2 separate regions of the Mus musculus genome follow, and region 2 is linked to region 1. Evidence: chromatin contacts called from public Hi-C data. All regions are on one chromosome and are shown on one strand. The core of a region is the stretch at or near the end of the contact, and the rest is flanking DNA. Distances in the headings are between cores, read along the strand shown.

The links. Hi-C and Micro-C count contacts between places; a contact is called where the count stands out from the background.
Region 2: a contact with region 1 is called in a Hi-C map of cerebellum, with 2.8 times the contacts expected there. The contact joins the promoter of Disp3 here to the enhancer-like site in region 1. A contact is called at or near these places in 4 of 39 promoter capture datasets (embryonic stem cells, hippocampal neurons and liver), 1 of 15 datasets of contacts at CTCF or cohesin (embryonic stem cells), 39 of 484 Hi-C or Micro-C datasets (B cells, adipose-derived mesenchymal stem cells, cerebellum and 11 more), 6 of 115 datasets of contacts at active chromatin or transcription factors (astrocytes, differentiating embryonic stem cells, embryonic hindbrain and 2 more) and 2 of 9 other capture datasets (embryonic stem cells and pancreatic islet).

What each region holds. Positions count from the first base shown.
Region 1 is chr4:148,104,185-148,112,035 of GRCm38.p6, reverse strand. It overlaps Draxin (dorsal inhibitory axon guidance protein), which reads left to right. Exons shown (of 7, transcript NM_027426.3): 4 at 1,880-1,991; 5 at 2,325-2,414; 6 at 4,012-4,101. Among named protein-coding and RNA genes, the nearest start is that of Agtrap, 20 kb to the right of the region's middle. Within about 2 kb of position 3,920, at least 45 of the 459 cell types and tissues checked have an H3K27ac peak or open chromatin away from gene starts, as enhancers often do. A contact at or near this core is called in cerebellum, muscle stem cells and myocytes, where this site is marked.
Region 2 is chr4:148,283,681-148,291,531 of GRCm38.p6, reverse strand. It overlaps Disp3 (dispatched RND transporter family member 3), which reads left to right and starts at 3,567. Exons shown (of 21, transcript NM_001083342.1): 1 at 3,567-3,809.

The DNA.
Region 1 (7,851 bases), core at 2,671-5,170:
CTGGAAGAGTACAGAAAGCAGCCACGGTGATTTAAAGCCCAGATCTAGGGACTAAAGAGATGGCTCAGATGTTAAGAGCACTGACTGCTCATCTAGGGGTCCTGAGTTCAATTCCCAGCAATGCTCACAACCATCTGTAATGAGATCTGATGCCCTCTTCTGGTGTGTCTGAAGACAGTGACAGTGTACTCATATAATAAATAAATAAATAAATAAATAAATAAATAAATAAATAAATAAATCATTTTAAAAAACAGATCTAGAATGGCATAGTCAGTTGGGGGGTTGACTTATCTACTCCCCAACTCTGAAAAAGAAAGTGGAAAGAAAACAGGGGGAGCAGGGGGTTGGGAGGGGATTGCACAAATCTGGGGGTTGGTGATTCTAGAAGAAAGGGACAGGCATTCACCAGGTCATTCTTGCCGATAGCTTAGAAAGTTTTGTTTTGTTTTCAAAATAAAATCTTTCAGTGCCAGATGTGGTGTCTTACATCTACAATCCCAACCCTTGGGAGACAGAGGACAGGGGCAGTGGCATCACCACAGAATTGAGGCCAGCCTGGGCTACAACAGGAACTCTCGGCCAACTGGGCTATGAAGTGGGACCCTGTCTCAAAACAAACTAAAACACTGTTTTGCTTTCAAAATGAAGTAATACCATTGAAATGGATCATATATATATGTATATTGATGAGATAGAATACATATGTGTATATTGATGAGAATACAATATTACAATATGTAGCTCTGATGGTAAAATGTTTCCTTAGCATGCCTGGAGCCCTAGGTTTGATTCTCAGCACTGTATAAAATAGGCAAGCTGGTACGTGACAATTATCCCAGCATTCGGGAGGTGGGGACTGGAGGATCAGGAGTCTGAGATTGTCCTTGGCTACACAGTGACTTTGGGGCCAGTCAGGGCTCTGTGATATTCTTCTTCAGAAAGGAAGGAAGAAAGAAATGGAGGGAGAGGGAGAGAAAGAGAGAGGCAGTGCCACTGCTGTGCCGCTCTGTTTTGTGAGTTCTTGCTCATCTCTTGCTGTGCCTTGTTTAAACTGATTGTTTTTATTTAATTATGTATGTCTGTGGGGAGGGTGATATACACACATGAGCAGAGGTGCCTTTGGAGGCCTGAGGTACCACATCTCCTGGAGCTGGAGTTACAGGCATTTGTGAACCACCTGACGTGGGCGCTGGGAACTGAACAGCACTCGGGAGGCAGAGGCAGGCAGATTTCTGAGTTCAAGGCTAGACTGATCTACAAAGTGAGTTCCAGGACAGCCAGGGCTACACGGAGAAACCCTGTCTCGAAAAACCAAAAAAAAAAAAAAGATGTGTGTGGAAACAGTACACACACAGGCTTTAGCTCTTCCAGGCATCGCTGTCAGGTTGGACCACATCTCCTGAGTATCAGGAGACGGCTGTAGATATTCTTTGTCCTCTTTCTTCATCTTGCCATCCTGAGAGTCAGGCCAACGCCGAGGCCATGAGCAGGTAGTTATGGTCCGTGCCTCGCTGAACCCTAGTGATCATGGACATGAGCACTCAGCCATAGTATCTGGTCCTCAGTAGTCTCCAGACTATTGGTGGGGGCTGTGAGTGGAATTGAAGGCTGTGCATGGTCTCTACAGGACTCTTCAGAGGAAGGGACAGGGAAGTGAGCAGTGGGCCACGTCTGGTTCCCTCCCTGACGTGTTTAGAAATGCTGAGCAATCAGAACAGCCTCTCTAGCCACTATCTTGACATCTTCAGCATGGATTCCAGGATCCAAGCAGAAAACAAGGTGGCCTTGTCCTCTGGCCTCTGGCCTTGAGATCCCAGGTTCCCAGTCCCTTCACTTCGAAGGCTCCAGGTCCCCTCTCCTGCCTTGACTTCTGCAGACACAGCCCAGGTCTGACGGGGAGGTGATGCCCACACTGGACATGGCCTTATTTGACTGGACGGATTATGAAGACTTAAAGCCAGAGGTCTGGCCTTCTGCAAAGAAGAAAGGTATGTCCACTTTGCCACCCCACCCCACACTTAGACTCCTTTCTCCAGCATCTATTGGTGGAGGACGTTTGCTGAGACCAGAATGACCTACAGGTATCCAAAGGTGGGCTGGAGTCCATTGATCTAAGCTGGACCTGACACTCACTGGGACAAGCCATAACCCTCACTCACTGCACGCTACTCGGGCCCCTTGTCTCTTTAGGGAAGAAAGTAAAAGCAGAGAGAGAAAGAAAGGCAGAGGGTCTCGTCCAAGTCGCACCGTGGGAGTGGCCATCTGGCACCATGACACCCAAGTCTTGTGCTTAATCTAATCACAAATTTTCTTGTCCCCAGAGAAACACTGGAGTCATTTTACCAGTGATGGTAACGAGACCTCGCCAGCTGAGGGGGATCCGTGTGACCATCACCAGGATTGCTTGCCAGGTATTCTGCCCCCCCCCCCAACACCCACCCTTGAGGCACCAGGCTGGGAGGGAATACCAGTAAGGTAATTGAGACAGGGCTTGGGAGCAAGCCAGGGAGTAGTGGCCCTTTATTCGCAATACGGAGAAGCTACAGTGTCCACCAGTTTTTCCTGAGGGTCCTTATCAGCGGCCACCAATTTCCTGAGAGTCACTACCATACACTGACTCACAGAATGACCTCAGAAAGAGGTGGTGGAGGGGGAGGGCAAGCGAGCCTGGGCCAACTTGGTTCCTAAGCTTCTTACCCATATCCCACCCTGCCCTGAGTCAGATGGCCTGCTCCTAACCTTGTCCTCTGAACACCCGCAGGGGTTAATTCAGTCTCCTCATCATGGCACCAACTGGCATTCTGGGGACAGTGTAAGTGACACTGTTGCTTGTTCAACAGCTCTACCTATCAGGTCAGGATAAATGGAAGGGGCCTTCTGTTTGATTAGAGTCCGGACTGATGGCCCTGTGGCATCCAGAGGACCTCTTCAGAGCAGACTGGGATAGACTTCGATGCTGTGGAGGGGAAATGCCTACCATCAGAGCACTTGGGAGGTGGAGGCAGGAAGATCAAGAGTTCAAGGTCGTCTTGGGGGTACAGAGAGAGTTCCAGGCCAGACCCTGTCTTGGGTGCTTATCTAGGACATTGGTGGTTATATTTATTAAAGGCAAGAGAGGAAACAAGATGACAGGAAAACCTCGGGTCTGATGTCATGCTGGCTCTGCAGGAGCTGTGGAGAAAATCCTGCCAGAAAAGCCCTGTGCTGAGCAGAATGGTGGCCCCGGTGCTGGCTGGCGGTTGCCTGAAGCTGCTGAGGAAGGGGTGGTTGGGACATGAGCCAAGGTGGCCCCTGAAACTGCTCACAGCAGGAGACCAGTGACTCATGTCCCTTCTTGCCACTAAATAATGAGTGCTTTGGGAGACGAGAGGGAGCTGGAGAGACCCAAGGAGCCATCTCCAAGGCACCAACCACATCAGTAGGAGAGTCTGCAAAGTAGAAGCCATTCGGCATTGCAGAAGACACACAGCACAGACAGGCTGTCTGCATCCTGAGTGTGAAGAAAAAGCTGAAGTCAGGGCCAACAGGACAGAACTTGGAAGCTAGCTTTGTAATGGGCAAAGAGATGCCTCGGCCCTGCCTAGATTTGCCCTGAACCCTACCTACCCCCACGCCCAGGGCTTCAGTTTCCCCATCTGTCCAAGAGGATGTTGTTGGTCCATGATCCCGGAGGCCCCTTGCAGCTCTCAGCAGACTCTACCTCTGGCACCCCTAGCTGTTACAACCCCATCCCTGGGAAGTAAAACCCCACACCACCTTTGATCCTCCCATGATCAATCAAGTGGCCCATCTGGGGAGGCTCAAGTCTCTGCCACCCGTCTCTGGGGACTTTATCCATGACATCCAGCAGCGGTCCCGGCCCAGAGCCTTGCACACCAGATGGCCTGCTAGGGCATGGCCTGCCACACATATGATGGATCTCCTGTCCGGTGGGACTCTGTAGGGCAGGCGGCAGGCAGGGAGGAGCCGCTCAGCTTGGCTGACCACATGTGCTTGCTATGTTGCCAGGAACTTGCTGTGACCTCCGGGAACATCTCTGCACACCCCACAACCGCGGCCTCAACAACAAATGTTTCGACGACTGCATGTGCATGGAAGGTCAGTCTGGAGCCTGGGAAGGGGAGAGCCCTCCCCCACCGACTCTGCTCCCAGAACCTTGAAGCCTTTGTGTCCCAGCCAGCTCCGCAATGAGTGGGGCACGGGGTTTCCCCGGCAGAGGGTGGATGTGGATGGAGGGGCTGCGGAAAAGGGAGTGGGTAGGAGAACCCCCTGGGAACTGAAAGCTCCAGTAGGAACAGCTTCGCTGGGGTCTTCCAATCTGTCAGCTCCGTGTGCTTCCATCCCTGGCACCGGCTCCCAGATTTGTATTTCTCACCTCTTGAAATCCAAGCTGGCACGATCGCTCGGGATCAGGACGGGGAGAAGGGAGGAGACAAAAACATAGTTCTTTAAATAAGATCCAACCTGAGAAGGCTGGCGCTTCTCAGTAGAATTCTAGATAGGAGGCTTTCCAGGTGAGATAGTGGGGAGGCTGGAGCTGGGTGGGTTTCCAAGCAGTCACTGGGAGAGGCTCGCTGGGTTATTCCTTTAACTGCCCTGAGCACCAGCCTTGAGAGGAAGCGTGTGCCCACCGCGCACATGTGCCTGTTGGTGCCTGCTCTACGCTGAGTTCTTTCTTTCCTGGAAATGTTCTAAGGCAGAGCTATGCTAAATTGCATAGACCGTTCTCAAAGTCATGATCCTCCTGCTTCAGCTCCTCAAGCAGCTAGATTACAGGTCTATGCCACCATTGCTGGCTCTCTCTTTCTCCTTCCTTCTTCTCTTCCTTCTTCTTGTTACTATCACAGGTAGAAAGAAAGGATCAAGGAGGAGAGAGGGAAAGAGGGAAAGGGAAAGAAATGAAAAGGAAGAGAAAAATTGGCTATGTCGGTATAACACTTGCAACCGCCAGCACTTGAGAGTCTGAAGGGCGACATCATAAGTTTGAGTCCAGCATAGGATGCACAGTGACACCTGGCTTGGAAAAAAACAAACTAGGACTAGCAATTGGTTGGGCATGTAAAGGGCTTGCCCTGCCAGCCTGATGACCTGTATTCAATGCCTGGAATCTGTATAAAGGTGGAAGGAGAGAGCCAAGCAAAGTTGTCTTTTGCCCTTCACCTGCACAGTGCACACACAGACGCACATCAATAAACAAAAATAAATGAAAATGAACCAAAAAAGGAAGAAAGGGGAGAGGGAAAGAGGGAGAGGAGAGAGAGAGAGAGAGAGAGAGAGAGAGAGAGAGAGAGAGAGAGAGAGAGAGAGAGAGAAAGCAATGATGCCATTGATCTGTAATTCAGACTGAGGCAGGAGGATAACGAGTTTGAAGCCTTCCTCTGCAACTTAGCATAACTCTGCTTCAGGAAAAAAAAAAATTTGGAGATAAAATCTCTCAGGCGTCAGAGGCAGGTGGATCTCTGTGTTCAAGGCCAGCCTGGTATACATATTAAGATCCAGTTTCTAAATGAATACATAAATTGCTGAAGGTGTAGTTCAGTGGTAGAGCTCTTTCTTGGAAGGCCTCGAGTTCAATCCCCTACCCATATGAAAGGCAGAGCCAGGGATGGGGAGATGGCTCCGTGATTAAGAGCCCTTGCTGCTGTTGCAGAGGACCCAGGTTCAGTTCCTCACAGCAATATAGCAGCTCACTACCATCCAACACTCCAGTTCCAGGGGATCTAGTGTCCTCTTCTGACCTTCAGACACCAAACAATTATGTTGGTACGCATACATACAAGCAGACAAAACAATCAAACTCAAAATAAATCTTTGTTTGTTTGTTTGTCTGAGACAGGGTTTTATGGTATAATAGCCCAGGCTGGTCTGGGTTTGCTTTGTAGACCAGGCTAGCCTTGAACTAACAGAGATCCTTTTCCCTCTGCCTCCTGAGTGCTGGGATTAAAGGTATGTGCTGTCGCTGGCTGACTTCAAAATAAATCTTAAAGAAAATTTTTAAATAGAGAAGGATGAAGGAAATAAGTGGAAAAATAATTCTAATTGCATCTTCGGAGAATCTTCAGACTGACACAAAAGTAGCCATAGTATCATTGAGTACCTGGTTCCCACCAGTGAGATTCATTAAAGACCAACGTGGCCATCCTGAATGGGGCTGTCACTGCCACAGGCTTCCCCTGTTTCAATCGGATCTTTATTTATTTATACAGTATTTATTTCGGCACGCAGCTCTGAGAGATAAGCACCCTTTTAAATACAAGGTATCAGAATGGACAAGCCAACCAAATTCAGCCTGCATTCCAGGCTCTGAGAGCACAACCCTTCCCCAGCTGGTCTGTGAACCTGAGCCCCGCTCCAAGTCTAGTTCACAGCCTCAGAAGAGCCCCGTGCCATCTCCATTCCTGAGGTCCATTCCAGTGAAGTGAGATAACAAGAAAACAAATCCATAGATAAGCTGTCCCTGGAGCCAGGCACGGTGGCACAGGCCTGTGATCTCAGCATCCAGACGTAGAGACAGGAGACTCATAGCTTCAAGGTCATCTTCAACCAGCTATGGAATATCACCCAGGGCAGCCTAGGCTATAGAGGGCCCTGTGTCCATCCCAACTACACTACACCCACCCCCAAAAAGAAAAAGAGAAAAGAAAGGTCCTTGGAATGTCATAAGGTCTGTAAAGGCTGCTTTTTCCTAGAAGGTTAGTAGGTAGAGAAGAAGGATAAAGGAAGTTTCCAGAAGAGCCACACTGTGTTGCCCTTGTTTAGATTTTGTTTGATTAGTGATCGGAAGTAATGCCCACACTTATACAGAGAAGTCACATGGTCTAGCCGCTGTGTTTAAAAGATAGCTCTGGTAAGCTAGGTATAGTGACAAGGCTCACTATAGCTTACCTAGCATACCCTAGGCCCTGAGTTCTGTTGCTGGTGAAAATTTGGTGTACGTACAATCTAAGCTTGGGAGGTAGAAGAACGGTTGGGAGTGGTTGGGATATCAAACTCCATTCTCAGTCGGCCAGCCTTGGAGGCATGAGACCCTGTGTCCCCCCCCCCCCAAAAGCTATCTCTGATTGCAGAACTGGGGACAGTTGAGGACAGGGAATAGGCTGGACGAGTGAAAAGATGTAAGATGCTGTTGCCTGTGTCCAGAGCACCGGCCACTTCGCAGAGCGGCAGACAGGGGCACAGTATATAGGTGAGCCACTGAGGCCTTGGTGTTGGCCTGGTAAGGGGGCTGTGGGAGGCTCTCACGGGGAAAGCCTCCTCCTGTGGGCCTCAGATGGCAAGCTGCTCACACTGCTTGCTTTCTAGGGATCCTCCAGGTGTCTGCATCCAGAGCCTAATTGTGTCTTCCTGTACTGATTAGTTTCACCCAAATTCCTACTTCTTCCTGGAGACTCAGATTCCAGGAACAAAGGGGAGAGTGGAAGCTATGATTTGGATAGCTCATTAAACATTAAACATGGCCAGAAAGTAAGGGGGTTCACCCAAGATGCCACTCAGGAAGGACCTGAGAGGGACCAGAGCAGGCCAGGCCAGCAGAGTCTGGAAGCTCCTAATGGCTTCTGTCACCGCCTAACATTCCTGCTTCTACAACTGGCCCTCTACTGTCACTTTGGCCAAGTGCTGGGCCTTGGGGCTGGGGATCTGGCTTAGCTAGCAGAGCGCTTGTCTAGCTGCAGAAAGAATTGGGTCACTCACTCAGCACCACATAAAACTAAGCTTGGTGGAGCACTCCTGTGATCTCAGTGCCTTAGAGATGGACATAAGAGGATCATGAGGGCCAAGGCTATCCTCAGCTACAAAGCAAGTGGAAGGCCAGCCTGGGTTACATGAGACCTTGTCTTCAAACCGTAA
Region 2 (7,851 bases), core at 2,318-4,817, 180 kb before region 1:
TTGCCTAGAAACACATCCTAATCTGTCATAAAACTTGCTGCAAGTGTAGAGAAGGCAGAGCTCCTCATTAATCCCATCTTGCAGATGGGTAAATTGAGTGTCAGGTGAAGCAAGCTAACGAGCCCAAGTTCACACAGTTAATGCAACACACATGCACACAAACCAACCCCAGATTTCCCCAAAGTCACAGTGTTTGCAGATTAAAAAAAAAAAAAATGAACTACTTCCAAAGGTATTTATTCCCTTCCACCATGCTGGGACAACATGTTAATGTCCCATATTTTTAAAGATAAACACTCCCAACCCTCCCCATATGCTTAACCCTCAGCTGCTTAGCCATCTGGTGAAGTAACCTGATTTGTGCACAATCTTTCTCACCGATGGAGCAAAAAAACAGGAGAAACTGGTACCCTGGCTCTTTTTTTAGTAGGAGTTTGAAGAAGACCCTGATGTTTACCCAAATCCACAGCTACGCAATGTGCTAAGTGCTGCTTTTTCATAGAGATGTTCTTATCTGGTAAACCTTGATGGCTAATGCTGGGAGGCAGGTACTTTCACAGGCTCCATTTTATAAATAAGAGGGGAGGTGGGGCCTCAGCAAGGGGAAGTGACTTCCTTCCCCAAGGGCACACCGCAGCTTGTAAGGAGTGGACTGGGAGGCTTAGCTCTGAGGTCCTGCTTGTGCATAGCTGCAGACCAGACAGAGGAGCATTAAAGGAAGAGAGCCGGGGACAAAGTGGCCCTTTATGGCTCCCATCCCTTTCAAAAGAAGACTTTTCATTTAGTCAGGAAGACAGAGTTTTCGAGAAATAGCCCCTGGGCACTAAGAGGCATTTAAATCAGACCCAGGAAATACTTCTGGCAGAGGGAACTACAGAGCCAGAGAGGACAATGGGGAACTACATTCTCTGCCACCTCACAGCTGGGCCCATCACAGGGCCACTGGAGTCACCTCTGGGGAGCTTCTGGAGGTGAGGGGTGTAGGGGAATGTTCAGGGGAGTGCCTGAGCTGGGACAATAATTTCATATAAGGGGATTAGACAAGGAGAGAAAAAGCTGAGATCAGCCCTAGAGAAGGATTCTCACCGCTTTCCACACTTTGACCTGTTCCACTGCCACAACAGGCTCTCCTTTACAGCAGACATATTTCAAAGGCCTGGTTGGTTCTATTTGCATTTTAAAACCCTGCTGATGGCCTGGGAAAATCAGATCCTTTCAGAATTTCTGAACATCACTCTGCAACACACACACACACACACACACACACACACACACACACACAGAGTCCATGGTCAGGTCCCCTGCTTCTGTACATTCCCTTTGAAGAAGGTCCCTTACCAAAGGCAAAACTAGAAGTGGCCCTCTGGAGATTACCTGAAGGTCTAGAGAGGGGAGAAATGACTCGAATGAAAGCAGGGAGAGTGTAATCAGGACCCATATCAAATCTACTAAATGTAGTTCCCGGGAGAATGGAGGTCATATCAACAAGCAAGAGTTGGTGGGAGGCACAGCACCCTAGGAACACAAATGGGGTGTCCTGTGATTCTGTCAAACTGCAGGGAACAGCACAGGGACTTTGGGGGGAATCTTTAAGGAGGCTCCTTGAAACAAACTGAGAAGAACTGAGCCATTCACCAAGAAAAGCAGCCTCTGCTCTCAGCTGGGCTTGGGAACACTTTGTGTCTCCCACTGCTCCCTTAGAAACAAATATTACCCTGGTTCTCCTTCCTCCCACCCTCCCCCGTGGCTCCTCTTTCTCTGCCTTCCCCTGGGATATGTTGGGTGGAGCTGGACATTTGCAAGGCACTTCGGGGCTGTTTTATCTAGAGTACCACTTTGGGCTTCTGCTCCTGTGGCAGTAATATACACACCCGCCATTCTAGGTCTTAGTATCTATCTATCTATCTATCTATCTATCTATCTATCTATCTATCTATCTATCTATCTATCTATTCATACTCTCTCTCTCTCTCTCTCTCTCTCTCTCTCTCTCTCTCTCTCTCTCTCTCTCTCTCTCCCCTTTCTTGGATCCTTCCTGCCAGGAGCATTTCATAACCCTAATGTCTTCAGGATGGCATGAATTCACTGCAGATCTTCTGACAGGCTTGATGGCTGGCCAGTGGGTCCCCTGAAAAACCATTTCTGAGTATGTGGTGCAGGGACGAGAACACCTGGGTAGAAACATTGGCTCTGGTCATTTGCATCTGCACAGATGAGTTCCGGGGCATCCAGGGTCATAAGTAGCTAAATGTCCACCTGACCGCCAGCCAGTGAATGCAGTCCCCAGGGACTGTGTTTGAGAAAGCTGGACGGGTGGTACAGGATTTTCCTGTAGAACCCCAAAGTGAGAGGGGTTCAGAGAACTCCCAAACTGCCCTCTTAATTAAAACTATGTATGTATGTATGTATGTATGTACGTATGTATGTATGTATGGCATGTGTGTTTGGAGGGGATGTGCATGTGTACCACAGGGCACGAGTGGAAGTCAGAAGACAGCTCGCAGAAGTGAGTTTGCCCTGGAGACTGAACTCCGGTTGTCAGGCTTGGCAGCAAACACCTGCTAAGCCATTTCCCAGGCCCCTAGGTTTCCTCTTTCAAAAATATAGATGGGGGCATGGGCTACACAGCAAAGAGCTAGGGGCTTTCGGTATTTTTATTTCATAATGATCCTGCATTCTCTTGTATAGAATGGGGACTTCTTGAAGGCCAAGATTGTGGCTTACATGCTTATCTTCCTGGTCCGTGTCATAATCATCTGGGTGGCCTCTCAGCCGGCAGTGATGTCCCTCCTGCAGCGGGAGGCTGGCGCCAGGTCCTTTTGAGGGTTCCCTTGGCTCTCCTTGGGTGACATCAAGGCCAATGTCTTTGGAGCACTGAAAGAGAAATGAAACCAGGGATAGCCTTGGTTTCTAGGCTCTTTCTTCTTTGGGTATCTTTTCAGCAGGGGGTGTCAGGCGGACCTTCTGCTGTTACTGGACGAGTGCCTGGTCCCAGGGGCTGGCAGAGCTCTGGGCTCTGCTGCCAGAGAGGTGAATAGAGGAGGGAGGAAGAGATGGTGCCAGGCGCCTGGGCTTGGCAACCACCTCCGGAGGGCACCCGGGGATGCCCTCGAGTGTCCAGCAGGCTGGTGAGGTGCCAAGGCTGGGCAGATGGGGCTGAGAGAAGCCAGCAGGAGCGCACGCCTGGGAAAGGCCTGGGTGCCCAGAAACCTCGGGGGCCAGTAGGGGGCATGGCCAGGTCCGTTTGCAGAGACTAAGACTGACCCCCAGGGGTCGCTGCGCTGTGCTCAGTCCCTGCTCGCCAACACGGGAAGCTGGCTGTACCACCACGCGGCTCCCGCAGGGGGAGCGGCAGCCAGGGCGGCGCCTGGCGGCGGAATCGGGAGACAGCAGCGCGCGGCGGAGAGCAAGCCTAAGCCGGACGGTGACGCAGAGCCCGCAGGCGCTGATGCTGGAGGCGCCAGTGGACGGGGGGAGGCGCGACTCTAAAGGCTGCCCGGGACACCCCCGCACCCCGTGGTAGGAACCGGGACCCAAACAAAGGCGGGCAGCAGATAAAAGGCGGCGGCGGCGGCGGCGGCGGCGGCGGCGGCGAGTGCTTCGCGTGCGCGCTGGGGACGTAGTTGTCACGGACCTGGCGGCGGTCTGCTCGCCAGCGAGCGGAGCTTGGGGGCCGCTGGCCTCCTACAGCTCTGAGGACCTTTCCTCCTGAAATTACCCTCAAGGGACAAGTGTTCGCCGCGGGGTGGCCGAAGCCCCTTAACCCCTGCGGCACCCGTGTATCAGCCTAGCTCGGCTCAGCCAGCGAGGTGAGTGAGACTGCCCCTGGGCGCCATCGGGACTGGGGATGCGCTACTCTGGAGAGGGGAAGGGTCTAACGTGCCACATGCGCCCGGTCTGGGGGCGGGGAGAGGGGGGAGTGCGGGAAGTTCTCTCGCTCTCAGGCCACCCCCGGCCTCAACGCCCTGAGAAAGCCGGCTAATGGGACAGAGTTCAGATCTCAGAGCTTGTCCCTGCGCCCCCGAAGCTTGCACCAACACGCTGGGGACGGGCTGCAGCTTCGGTCTGCGGGAGCGTGTTTAATGTCCAGAATCATCCTGGCTCCCTATCTCCATACCCCTGCTCGTCTCGGTAGGTGTCTGTCTGGGTTCATAAAAGTTGAGCGTCAGCCTGAAGCCATCCCAAATCCGGCTGTCCGCCGGGACTTCAGAGGAGGGAGGGAACAGGAAAAGGTAACGATGGCCCCTGTAGCTGCCCCCTACTTGAGCGCACTCACGCGCTTGGTGGGACCTTCTTTGAGTCTTGGGCTGCGGTGAACCCGCTGCAGGTGCCGCTGCGTGCCAGCCAGGACCTCTGAAGCTCAGGCAGGCGATGGAAGTGGAGCGCTAGAGGGTCCCTGGGTCGACCCAGAACATCCATAAGGACTGTGATGGGGTGGCATCTGAGTAGCCGTGGAGCACAGTCAGGAAAAGATGACCAGCACGAGTGGCGGCGAGTCCCGAGAGCTAGCCCTGCCGCTGGGAGGACTTTTCCCAACTCTCCTAGGAGACGCCTCCCCGGAGGCTTCCTCTGTTGGATCTCTGTCTGGTACAGGGATGCTTCCTGAGTCTGGGTGCGGGTGCTAGTCTGGTTGCACTCTCGGTCAGTACCTCGGACAGCGCACTGAACCCACCAGCCCCAAGCTCCACACACAAATGAAGTACACACACACACTATGTATAGAGCACTCGTGAACACTCCACGCACAAATCCACACTCCTTTCTGATAAATATATTCCCATCGTGGCTCGTAGGCGCACACAATGCACACAGAGACCCAGGATTCACTCCCACGTGGACAAGCCTAATCTTCCCACAAGCCCCAGTTTGTGGGCCAGGACTCATCCCTCTTCACGCTCTCGCTGGAGGATGCTAAAATAAACCGGACACCAGAGACCACTGCCTAGGACCCTCGCTGATACCTCATGACATGCAGGAGCTCAGGCTGTGTGGGTCACAGACACTGGCGTGCACACACACAAACACACAGGCTCAATCAGCCCCCTCCTCTTCTACTGCAGACCTCCCCGAATCAGAGTATCTGCCAAAAGGAGAGAAGCAGCTGTTAGGCTCAAGGGAAGCTCCGGGCAGCAGCCCAGCCAGGCAGGCAGGCAGGCAGGCAGGCGCCTTACAGTCTTGGTTTGAAGCTCAGTGTCCATTTCAGACTCTTCGCCCCCATGACCACTCAGACCTCTTCCTGGCATATCTTCTGCCTCCAGGGTCTGCAATCTTTGCTAGTGCTCTTTGCTGGCTGTTCTCCTTCCCAGGGTTATCTTTCAAATGCACACCCTTTGCTCTTTCCCGTCCATCATCCTTTCTGGCCGCCTTCGTTCCTTTTCCTGACTTTCCTTTGCTGGAGTCTGTGCTCTGACACCCATGTTGGCACCACTGGCCCTTGGGGCACCATCGACTCTGGTTTGCTTCCTCATCTGCAGTTTCCATCCACCCGATCCTGCCTCTCTGAATATTTGCCTCTCTCTGCCCAATAGCTTCGGCAGCTTTTACTGACAATCTTGGGAAATTTTCCAGGGCCAGAGCCTCAGGAAAGTGTCTCAGGGGGCCTCAGAACCTGGAGATCGAGAGATAGTACTGGGGTCACAGGGAGCCTCATCATCACTGCCCCTTCAGCCTCCCCCCCCCCCCCCGCCCAGAGCTGTCGCTTTGAAGGATCCAGACCCATAGCCCAGCTTGCCCTCTGACACTCTCTTGTTGTTATCCTTAAAACCCTGGAAAGGCTTGAGAAAAGGAAGAAAGGAGAGTTGAGGGAGAAATGAACCAGAAATGGGGATTCCTAGACTCTGGTTTTAATTGGTCACAGGTGCCCAGTGTTCCCCTGGACAGACTTCCGCCATACTCTCAGCTTATGCAGGGCTGCCCATGGGACTGCTTTTGGATTTGATTATGAAGAGTGCTGACTCTATAGTGAATGTCCCAACTTGAATGAGCTTGAAACCAGGGTTGTAACTCACAAAGGTTATGGTGCCTCCCACTGCTTCCTGAGAACTCCTCACCTCTGCTAAAGACACCTTGTTCCTGAGTGAGGGAGGCTCAGTTCATTTTCTTAATAGGACCAGAGATGCCAAGTAATTTTCTTACATCACACCGCTCAGGCCCGGTTTCCATGGAGGCAGGCACTGATGTGGCTGTCTGTGTATCTATCCACTGTGCCAAGCTCTTGTTTCTGGAAATGAGGATGTCCCCAACTACCCTGAACACCTGGCCATAAAGGCAGATGGAGTTGCTGGGTTGACGGTCCTTGTCCCCAGACGCATGGTCTTGCAGAAGGGACTGTCTAAGATAGATCACCAGTCGGTATGATTTTGACAATCAGCCTTGAGTCTCTAGGACTCAACCAAGCAGGCTGCTCTTGATCTGCACATTGAGGAAGACAGGATTCGGCACCATTTGGCTAGGCTGCTTCTCACAGTGTCTTGATTTGAGGGCTGAAAAGTGAGGTGCCTAGAGAGATGGCGGGCTCCCCAAGGGAACCACCCACCCACCACTGGTTATAAATATAGTTACCCCAACATGATGGTCATGGCAGTGGCATAGGAGCTGATAGTAAGAGCCTTGGTGTTGATACCCGACAGCCTAAGCATTTTAACTGGAAGCTTGGTTCTCTATCTCCAGATCCTTTCTCTCCTCTTTGAAGTCATCTCCCCAGCAGTTCCCCCTCGGTGCTCCCTTTCCAACGTGCTCAAGTGTGGGCAGTGAGAATCACTGTCCCTGTCCTAGCCGAGTGAGCAAGCGAGGGAGGGGGCTTGTCATCTGAAACCCTCCCTCTCGCTGCCCACCCTCCCCCCACTGGAGCCTGTTTCTGCCCATGGAGCATAAGAGGCATCAAAGTCTGTCAAAACACCCTCCAAAGCTAGATTCCAAAGCACCAATATCCCAGAGAAAAATAAATAAAAAGAGCAGCAGCAGCCCGGAATAGAAACACGCACCCAGTCGCAAATATGCATGTTTTCCACGAGTCGCATTCCACGGGCAGGCAGTGCAGCACGCGCTCCAGATGCTCAACAAAGGCCGGAGGCAGGGACGTTGCTGTTGCCGGGACCAGTTCAGGGAAGCCAGCGGAATCTTTCCAGCAAGCTCATGCCTCACACTGGAAGACCACAAGGTCACACTCCCCGGCTGCCCTGGCTGGAAGATGCCAGTAGGCAGATGGTAGTTAATGTGTTCCTGGGGCTGTGTCACCAGTTCTTTGGGAAGGGACACACAAAGCCAGTGGTCTCCTGTCTCCTGTTTACAGTGAGAGGATGGCAATGGCTGTACCCGTAACGGCCGCTGCCAATAGCTGGGTGCCTGCCGTGTGTCAGGCATTGAACACATATACACATGCGGTCATATTTAAGCTTTGAGATCTTCTCATGGCATGGGGGCTGTTGTCCTCAGGGGATTTGTAGGAGAACAAGCCTCTGAACAGTAAAAGACCTCACGACCCGAAGTGTCCAAGTTGGGACTGAATTTTTGTTTGTTTTGGTTTTCAAGTCAGGGTTTCTCTGTACAGCCCTGGCTATCCTGGGACTCACTCTGTAGGCCAGGCTGGCCTCGGATTCAGCATTCCTCCTGTCTCTGGCTCCCAGGTGCCAAGATTAAAGGTGTGCATGACCATATCAGACAGGACCAAATTTTGATTTGAATGCAGCAGAAGTCTCCATTTTGCCCAGGATTCTGCTTCGTTGTAGTTATTTCTTTCTTGTTTGTTTAGTATGCTTTGTCAAGAAAACCACTTATACTTGGTGTAGTAGTGCATGCTGTAATCTCAGTATCAGGGAGGCTACTCAATCCAAGCCTGGTCTGGATTATGTA